Regions from separate parts of the Mus musculus genome. Here region 2 is linked to region 1. Evidence: chromatin contacts called from public promoter capture Hi-C data. All regions are on one chromosome and are shown on one strand. The core of a region is the stretch at or near the end of the contact, and the rest is flanking DNA. Distances in the headings are between cores, read along the strand shown. Region 1 holds the start of Aar2 (AAR2 splicing factor homolog). Region 2 holds the start of Myl9 (myosin, light polypeptide 9, regulatory).

Region 1 (3,973 bases), core at 386-2,885:
TACCCAGGATCTTTACTGGGCCCCAAAAGAAATATCCACAGAATAAGACTACTGAAAACCAGATATTTGTATTTTACACAGAAGTGGCCTCAAAATACACAAGCAGAAAAATCGAGTGCTGCTTGATGTTTACTCTTTTATTTAAAACAAACAAAAAATCCTTTTACAAAAAAATATTAGGAGCACACTTCATTGTCTTTACCTAAAAAAACAGGAGAAAAGACTCTAAATTAGCACTCTTTTTCAAACTGCAAGATGTATCTTGAGTTAAGAAATCATTTTTAGCCGGGCGGTGGTGGCGCACGCCTTTAATCCCAGCACTTGGGAGGCAGAGGCAGGAGGATTTCTGAGTTCGAGGCCCAGCCTGGTCTACAAAGTGAGTTCCAGGACAGTCAGGGCTACACAGGGAAACCCTGTCTCGAAAAAACAAAACAAAACAAAACGAAAGAAAGAAAGAAAGAAAGAAGGAAGGAAATCATTTTTAGACAGAAAGCTATCTGAAATAATGAGAAAAGTTACACAGAAGCCAGAAGAGGATGCTGAATTCCCTGACACTGGAGTTAGAGGTGGGTTTAGCACCATGGCGCCCTTAGGAACTGAGTCCAGGTCCCCTGGAAGAGCAGACAAGTCTCTTAACCACCAAGTCATCTCTCCAGCACCAAGAAGAGAACTTTTAAGCTATTGGAATGCCACAAGTAACAAGGATAGGAATGGTTCCAAGAAGACATGTGCTTGTATATACATGTGATCACAGCATAAAAGTCTTGTGACTGTAGTTCACAGTAAAAAAAAAAAAAAGTCTGAAACACAAACGAATACTCTTCACAAGCCTGCAATACAGAGACAACTCCTCAGCGTATTCACCGCCTTCCAAGAGTGGAGAGTACTTGGTCCTCAATGCGTTCTCTATCTGGCTTTAGGGAATGGCCCGAAAACGCTGCATGAATTTCCCTGGGCAACTCTTCAGCTAATTTAATACCACCCCAATCCGAAGGATTGTTCTAACCACACTGGCTTCTTTCTTACCCTCACACCAGAGAAAACTCTACCCATAGCACTTGGTCACACAATTATTTTTCTTTTTTTAATCTTAGTAAAGCCTCCTCGACCCGGGACTAAGTCAAATGTTGGTGATGACACTCTGGCTACCCTGTTGCCGTTCAGTTCCAGGGACAGGTGTGTAACTTTGTGTACTTGGTTGAAGACTGTCATGCCCACAAGACTCGAGTCCCTGATGCCTAGCATACACACGAAGCTTAATTTTTTTTTTTTAACTTACGATAATATGCACTTTAAATAAAGCCAGGAAGCCGGGTAGGTGACTTACCGGAAGCCACGCAGATCCAGCTCGAGTGAGTCTCGTTCTCTGGTTACAGTTAAAGGGGTGTGGGGGGAAGTTCCTTCGGGAGCCCCAGAGACCCTGACCACGGTGTCCTCAGGGACGGGTTCTCAGGAAGAAAGGCCTCCTCAGACACCAGCTCACAAAGCCAGACTCCGCCAGCGCGATTCTGAGACAAGAAGCGAGGTGGCCCGACCACACACAAGGAAACCGGAGGCCGAAAGGCGCACCGAGGGCCGACACTCACCGTAGCACCTCAAGCTCCGGTTCCGCGGAAACGGGACGGAAGTTCGGCTGCTTTGGTGCCGGATAGGTGCTACGGAAAAAGTAGTCCGGCGGAGCCCCGAGTCTCAGAAGAAATGGCCCGTGCTTCCAGGTTCCTCACGATAAGCACTTCATTTTCTTCTTACTGTTTCGTTTTACTTCCCGAATTATAAATAACGACTTTAATTAAACTATCCACTTTATATCCCCGTCCAGAAACATACTCACCATCCACAGTCCTTTTGGTCTCAAGCAGACACGGGCTGGCCAAAGCATGGTTCAGGTGTTGGCACACAGTAGCCACAGACTGGCTCAGTCATGGTTGGTCCTCTTTAGCCACATTTCCTATGCCGGTCACCATGTCAAAAGTTCCCTATTATCTCCAAGTCCCGGCTTCCAGACACATTCATCCCTAGTTTCAGAACCAAGGCTGTTGCCTGAAGGGAGAACCAGTCCCTTCAAACGCAAACACAGCAGTTCCTCTGGAAATGACCACCCAGTGTTTTCCAGGCCTTACAGAATACAGCAGTCAAGCTATAAATGTGCACTGAGTGAGGAAACCTGACTGTCTTTTTCTTCTCTATTTCCTTAGAACCTAGCACATAGCCCTCATAAATGTACTGTGTATTTAATAACAAATCAAATGATGTGTATAGTAAATGACTATCCATAGGCCTTGCTGTATTAGTCAGGGTTCTCTAGAGTCACAAAACTTATGGGTAGTCTCTATATAGTAAGGGAATTTGTTGATGACTTACAGTCTGTAGTCCAGCTCTCCAACAATGGTGAGCAGCAGCTGTGAATGGAAATCCAAGGATCTAGCAGTTGCTCAGTCCCACAAGGCAAGCAGGTGAACAAGAGAGAGAGAGAATCTTCCTTCTTCCAATGTCCTTATGTAGGTCTCCAGCAGAAAGTGTGTGCCCAGATTAAAGGTGTGTGCCATCACACCTGGATCTGGAACTTGCTTTGTCCCACATGACTTTAAACTCAGAGATCTCCCCTGTCTTAATCTTCTCGGATTCATAACCACTATGCCTCAAGATTTCCATGCCATTATCCAGGTCAGACACTTGCATCTCCCAGCCTCCAGATTAGGGTCACTGTGAGCCTACCAATTCTGGATTGTAGTTCATTCCGGATATAGTCAAGTTGACAACCAGGAAGAGCCAGTACACTAACCTTGTGCTCAGTGGTTCTGTACATCAGAACTCCACCATGAGCCAGAGCTACTGGGAGATACATAGATACTACTTCTAATCTCCTCACTAACCATAGCCAAGATGTGACCCTCCTCTAATCTTGTACTGCCAACTTTCCCGACCTGATTGTAAGCTTGTTTATCTATAAAGGCAGGATTCTCAAAGGCCTTCAGTCTCTTCTTCGGGTGACTTTACCAAGACTGGCTGTAGCTACAATGGCTGACAGAGCAGAAGACAAATAACCTCCAACTTCACTATTGCCCACCTGCCTCTTAAGTGGCCTTCCTACAGCACTGATGGTTGTCAATGGAGAGAAACCATAAAAGCATGCCCAAATTCCTGGAAAAGCCTTGCTATTCCCAGAAAGGACGGGAGTCCCTCTGCCCCCTTTACTGGCTATTGATTGATTGCATCATACCTGCATATCTATAAGCCCGGGTTGGTAAAGGGCTTGATCTGAGTTTAATCTCCCATCTCTGTTCCTATCCCTTGCTGATAGATATGTCCTCCATCTTTTTACTGGTGCTACAATTCTGGGAGAAGAATGACCAAGTATAGGGATAAAGACTTGGCAATTAGGATTCTCAATTTACAAAAGAGGAAACTGAGCTTCACAGAGGCACCACAAACCCCAAGAGTACAAACAAACAAACAAACAAACAAACAAACAAACAAACAAACCATGTGATCTAAAAGCAGCTGGAGTTCTAGCCCCTGTGCTGCTGCTTCTTGTGTGTCATTGTTCCCCAGCGACAGCTGACCACATCAATCTGCCCCACTCACAACTTCACAATTCATGTTTTAGGGGGCTGCAGACTAGGCTAGACAGGGCAATCATAGTTAATCACAGTGGGCTGCCACAGGTTAGCCAGAGGTGAGTCAGGCAGTCAATCTCAACCTTCCCTATCAGTTCCATTTCCCTTGGGAACTGGCTCAACTCCTTCCCCCTCCCCTCTCTACTCCCTTCTTAGGTGCTGAACTCTGTGGTGTGGGCTCCGAGCTTCCAGGTGGTTTCATATGGCTTCTCCATATTTTTAGAGTCCCAGGGCATTTAACACTGGACATGGAAGTTGCAGGATAGAAAGATGCTGGCCTGGAACACCCAGCTTTGTGAGCTACACTCATCCAAAGCACCATTTCTCAACTTTGGTACCCATGGTATGTGAGGTAG
Region 2 (4,137 bases), core at 747-3,246, 230 kb before region 1:
CTGTTCTCCACCCTTATCTTGATAACAAACACTTGCGGACTCCCTCATCCTTCACCACTAGGGCAGCCCACAGCAGCAGGCTAGTAGAGGATTCTTCAGTGAAAGGTTTATGAGCTCCACTGTACAGATGGGAAAACTGAGGCCAGGGAAAGAATTCAACCTGATCCCATCATAACTTGTGGGGAAATACATCTCAAAACTTCTGTCTGCTTCCCCTCAGCTAGTCCAGGCCCCAGCACGTCTTCTTCTCTGCCCTGTGCTCTGTAGACCTTGGCCCAGGGCCTATGTCCTTCCTCCTCTATCCCTGCCTCTAATACCCTCTGGGCTGGGGTCATGGTCAGCTCCAGCAAGTCCCAGGGCCACATCTACCTGCAGTCTTGAGACTCTAGCTGTATAAAACCCAGTGAGCCCCACAGCATGCACCAGGCTTTGGGGTTCCTTTGTGTAGTGCTGGGTGGGAATTGGTAAGAACCGGGGGCAGAAATGTTGTCCCTGGAAGCTGTCCCCCATCTCCTGTGGCCCAGGCTGAGATGGCCATCAGCTAGCTTTCTTCCTTTTCCTTTCTTTCTTTCTTTCTTTCTTTCTTTCTTTCTTTCTTTCTTTCTTTCTTTCTTTTCTTTCTTCCTTCCTTCCTTCCTTCCTTCCTTCCTTCCTTCCTTCCTTTCTTTCTTTCTTTCTTTCTTTCTTTCTTTCTTTCCTGTCTGTCTGTCTGTCTGTCTGTTTTGTTTTGTTTTTCTTGTTTTTTCGAGACAGGGTTTCTCTGTATAGCCCTGGCTGTCCTGGAGCTCACTTTGTAGACCAGGCTGGCCTCGAACTCAGAAATCCACCTGCCTCTGCCTCCTGAGTGCTGGGATTAAAGGCGTGCGCCACCATACCCGGCTCTGTTTTGGTTTTTTGAGTCAGGGTTTCTCTGTGTAGCCCTGGTTGTCCTGGAACTCACTCTGTAGACCAGGCTAGCCTCGAACTCAGAAATCCACCTGCCTCTGCCTCCCAAGTGCTGGGATTAAAGGCGTGCACCATCACTGCCCGGTTTGGCCATCAGCTTTCTTAGCCCATCCTGTCTGCAGACCTCTAGGGCAGGCCCAGCTAGGCTCCCCTAGTGTATCCCTGCCCTCTCTACATCCCTGAGAGGCATCCCCCCCACACACACACACACAAAGGGAAGTGAATACCTGTGAGAGGGTTGGGAGCCAGGACACCACGCTAGGCTGGGGCCAGTGGGTGGCAGGTTTGGCTCTTGAAGGGCCAGGCACTTTCTAGACTTGGTTGAGTGACTTAAATTAGGAATAAGCTGTGTCCTTAACTCTGAAGCCATATGCTCCCCTCTCTGGGGTCCTAGACACCAAGGATCAGACAGCTGGAACTTGGCGCGGTCATGGCTAGACCATCCCTCCCTCCTCATTACTAGTCTCCATAGCTGGCTGTGCCAGATACCCTGCTTTCCAACCGGCTCATCAAGCAACCAGGGCGGCTGGAGGGTTGTGAAGAAGCCAAGACCCCCTCATCCCACCGTTCTCTAGTGCACACAGCACTGGAGATAAGGAAGGCATGAGGTGGTTACCATCCCTCCTGGGGTAGGGTTTGCAAAACTGGGTGTGAGCGCTGTGCTTCCGTAGGGCTCAATTTCCTCTGCCACACACAGTTTCTTGGGTCAGGGATGCCCTCAACCCCCTCACTGGCATCTCTACAGGCAGGTAGCCTGGAGTTTCCAGGCTTGGTGTGTTAGGCTCTTTAGCAAAAGGACACTCTGGATCCTTGTTTCCTTGCCCAAAGACCAGTTTTCCGGGGCGCAGAACCACCAGTTGCTCAGTCCCAGGCCAGGGTCCCCTTTAGGACCCAAGCAAGGCAGTAGCCCCAGCCCACACCACTAAGCATGCCACAGCCCTCAGAAGGCCGGGTGAGGTTCAGCCTGACCACCTACTGTAGCTGCCCGGGTGCTGAGTGGGCTCCCACCTGCTGCAGAGAAGAAAAGTCCTCGGCGCTGTTGCGGTGCTTCGAGAGTTGGCTGGCAGCAGCTCCGACCGATGCTCGATGCTCGGAGCTCTGGGGGCGGAGCCGGGGCTGGAGGGTCCGCAGGCCGCCCGGCCTTACAAGGCAGAAGAATGCGCGGGGGTGGGGTGGGGGCGGGGCTGAGGCAGCCAGCCCGGCCTTATTAGGCCTCTGCTTGCAGGCTGAGAAGCTGGGGTGCCCCTGGAATAGCCCCCCTCGACGCAGCCTTTCTCTGGGTCGGCCCAGGCTGGGGCATGGAAGCAGATTGAGGTGTCAAGACTGGCAAGAAGGGCGGAGCCTTCAGCGTTTCCCAGCTCTCCGACCCCCTCTTGTCCCAGAGGCCCCTGCTGTGTCTGGTGGAAGGCTGGCTTTCACCCGGCCAAGTATGGTCCTTTTTTTTCAGGGAGACTCAATCCTCACAACAGCGGCCATCACTCTTTCCCTAGGGCTTTCTGGCATTCAGTTACTTTGTAAATAGCTGCCTGGCTCCGCAATGGGGCAGGCAACTGATCCATCTGCCTAGGGAGCCCTGGGAGCCTGAAACCGCCTACATCCCGGGACAGTTCTGAGCTCGGCTGAAAAGGAGTTAAGGGTGATGCTGGGAAATGGAGCCAGATTGAGAGGAGATGGAGCCAGATGCGGTGGTTCATGCCAGTAATCTCGGCATTTGAGAAGCTGAGGCAGCAGGATTGCCAACATCGAGTATAGTGTAGGTTCCAGGTCAGTCTGAGCTATGGAGCAAGGTTGTCTAAATAAATAGAAGGTAACAGTTTTTATCTGTCCTGGCAACATTAGAGGTAACAGTTGAAACACTTCCGGAACTAGAATTTGGGGAGTAGTTTAGCTTAGCGTAGAGGTCAGAAGTCACAAAGGAAAAGTAATGGATGTCAGTGCAGGAGATTTAGAGAGCGTATGGCACGCTCAAGGACAGGAGAGCAGACAGTAAGTGGGGGAGATGCTGGTTGGGCTTATGGGGCAGTGGGAAACTGGGCGACAAGGGGAGGGGTTCTGGAAACACTTCAGTGCTTCAGCCAATAGGACTTGAAAACGGACCAGACTGGAATGAGAAGAAAGTTGGCTCCAAGAATTCAATTCTTTTAAAAATTCTATTTATTCGTGATGAGAGTTGGTGTGGAAGTCAGTGGACTGTTGCAGGCCTGCCTGGCCACATACGAACAGCAAGTGCCATTACCAAGGAGCCTCTCTCACGCCCCAGCTCAGGATTTCAGTGGGGCAGCTGGAGAGAGTGCTGCCATTTTCTTAGTTGGGCAGCGTGGGCGTAGGCGGAGCAGATTTGGGAGAGATCCATTTTGTCTTGGATTTATTCATTTTTGGAAACTTTCTTTTGAGATAATTTCAAGCATACTAAGGTTCTAAGACTCGTATAGAAAACTGACTTCCTTGAGAGTCTCCAGTTGACCTTTGGCTCCTCACTCTTCCCTGTGGGAATATGCACATTGCCCAACACTTGATAGTGAATAAGATTTTAGTATATCCTAAAAGGAGGACTCTTTTACATATTGATAGTATATTATCAAAATCATAAGATTTAACATTGATTTAGGCTTTTAATTTATGACCTATATTCCAATTGTGCCAGATGTCTCAGTAATATCCTGTATGGAAATTTGTTCTGGTCCAGGTTGTGTGTGATGGGTGAGGTGCAGGTGCCATGGGCATCATTCTATGGAGCTTGAAGATGATGTCATGTAGCTGGAGGGTGATGTCATGGAGCTGGAGAATGTTGCCATGGAGCTGGAAGATGTTGTCATGGAGCTGGTTGTGGTGGATTGAATATGCTTGCTCAGGGAGTAGCACTATTAGGAGGTGTGGTCTTGTTGGAGTAGGTGTGGCCTTGTTAGAGGAAGTGTGTCACTGTGGGGGTGGGTTTTGAGACCCTCATCCTAGCTGCCTGGAAGCCAGTCTTCTGTCTGCCTTTGGATGAAGTTGTAGAACTCTCAATTCTTCCAGCACCATGGCTGCTTCCTGTCATGATGATAAAGGACTGAACCTCAGAACCAGTAAGCCAGGGCCAATGAAATGTTATCCTTTAGCAGAGCAGTAGTGGCACACGCCTTTAATCCCAGCACTCGGGAGGCAGAGGCAGGTAAATTTCTTTTTTTTTCTTTCTTTATTTTTATTTTTATT

What was found. Promoter capture Hi-C pulls out the DNA fragments that hold promoters and counts their contacts.
Region 2: a promoter capture Hi-C map of stem cell-derived epiblast-like cells shows a contact between it and region 1, with 5 times the contacts expected there. The contact joins the promoter of Myl9 here to the promoter of Aar2 in region 1. A contact is called at or near these places in 15 of 39 promoter capture datasets (the 3T3-L1 cell line, 3T3-L1-derived adipocytes, the HPC-7 cell line and 8 more), 1 of 484 Hi-C or Micro-C datasets (cerebellum), 3 of 115 datasets of contacts at active chromatin or transcription factors (T-cell acute lymphoblastic leukemia, embryonic stem cells and stem cell-derived neural progenitor cells) and 3 of 9 other capture datasets (adipose tissue, liver and pancreatic islet).

The regions. Positions count from the first base shown.
Region 1 is chr2:156,545,238-156,549,210 of GRCm38.p6, reverse strand. It overlaps Aar2 (AAR2 splicing factor homolog), which reads right to left and starts at 1,635. Exons shown (of 4, transcript NM_026661.4): 1 at 1,328-1,635.
Region 2 is chr2:156,773,323-156,777,459 of GRCm38.p6, reverse strand. It overlaps Myl9 (myosin, light polypeptide 9, regulatory), which reads right to left and starts at 1,996. Exons shown (of 4, transcript NM_172118.1): 1 at 1,954-1,996.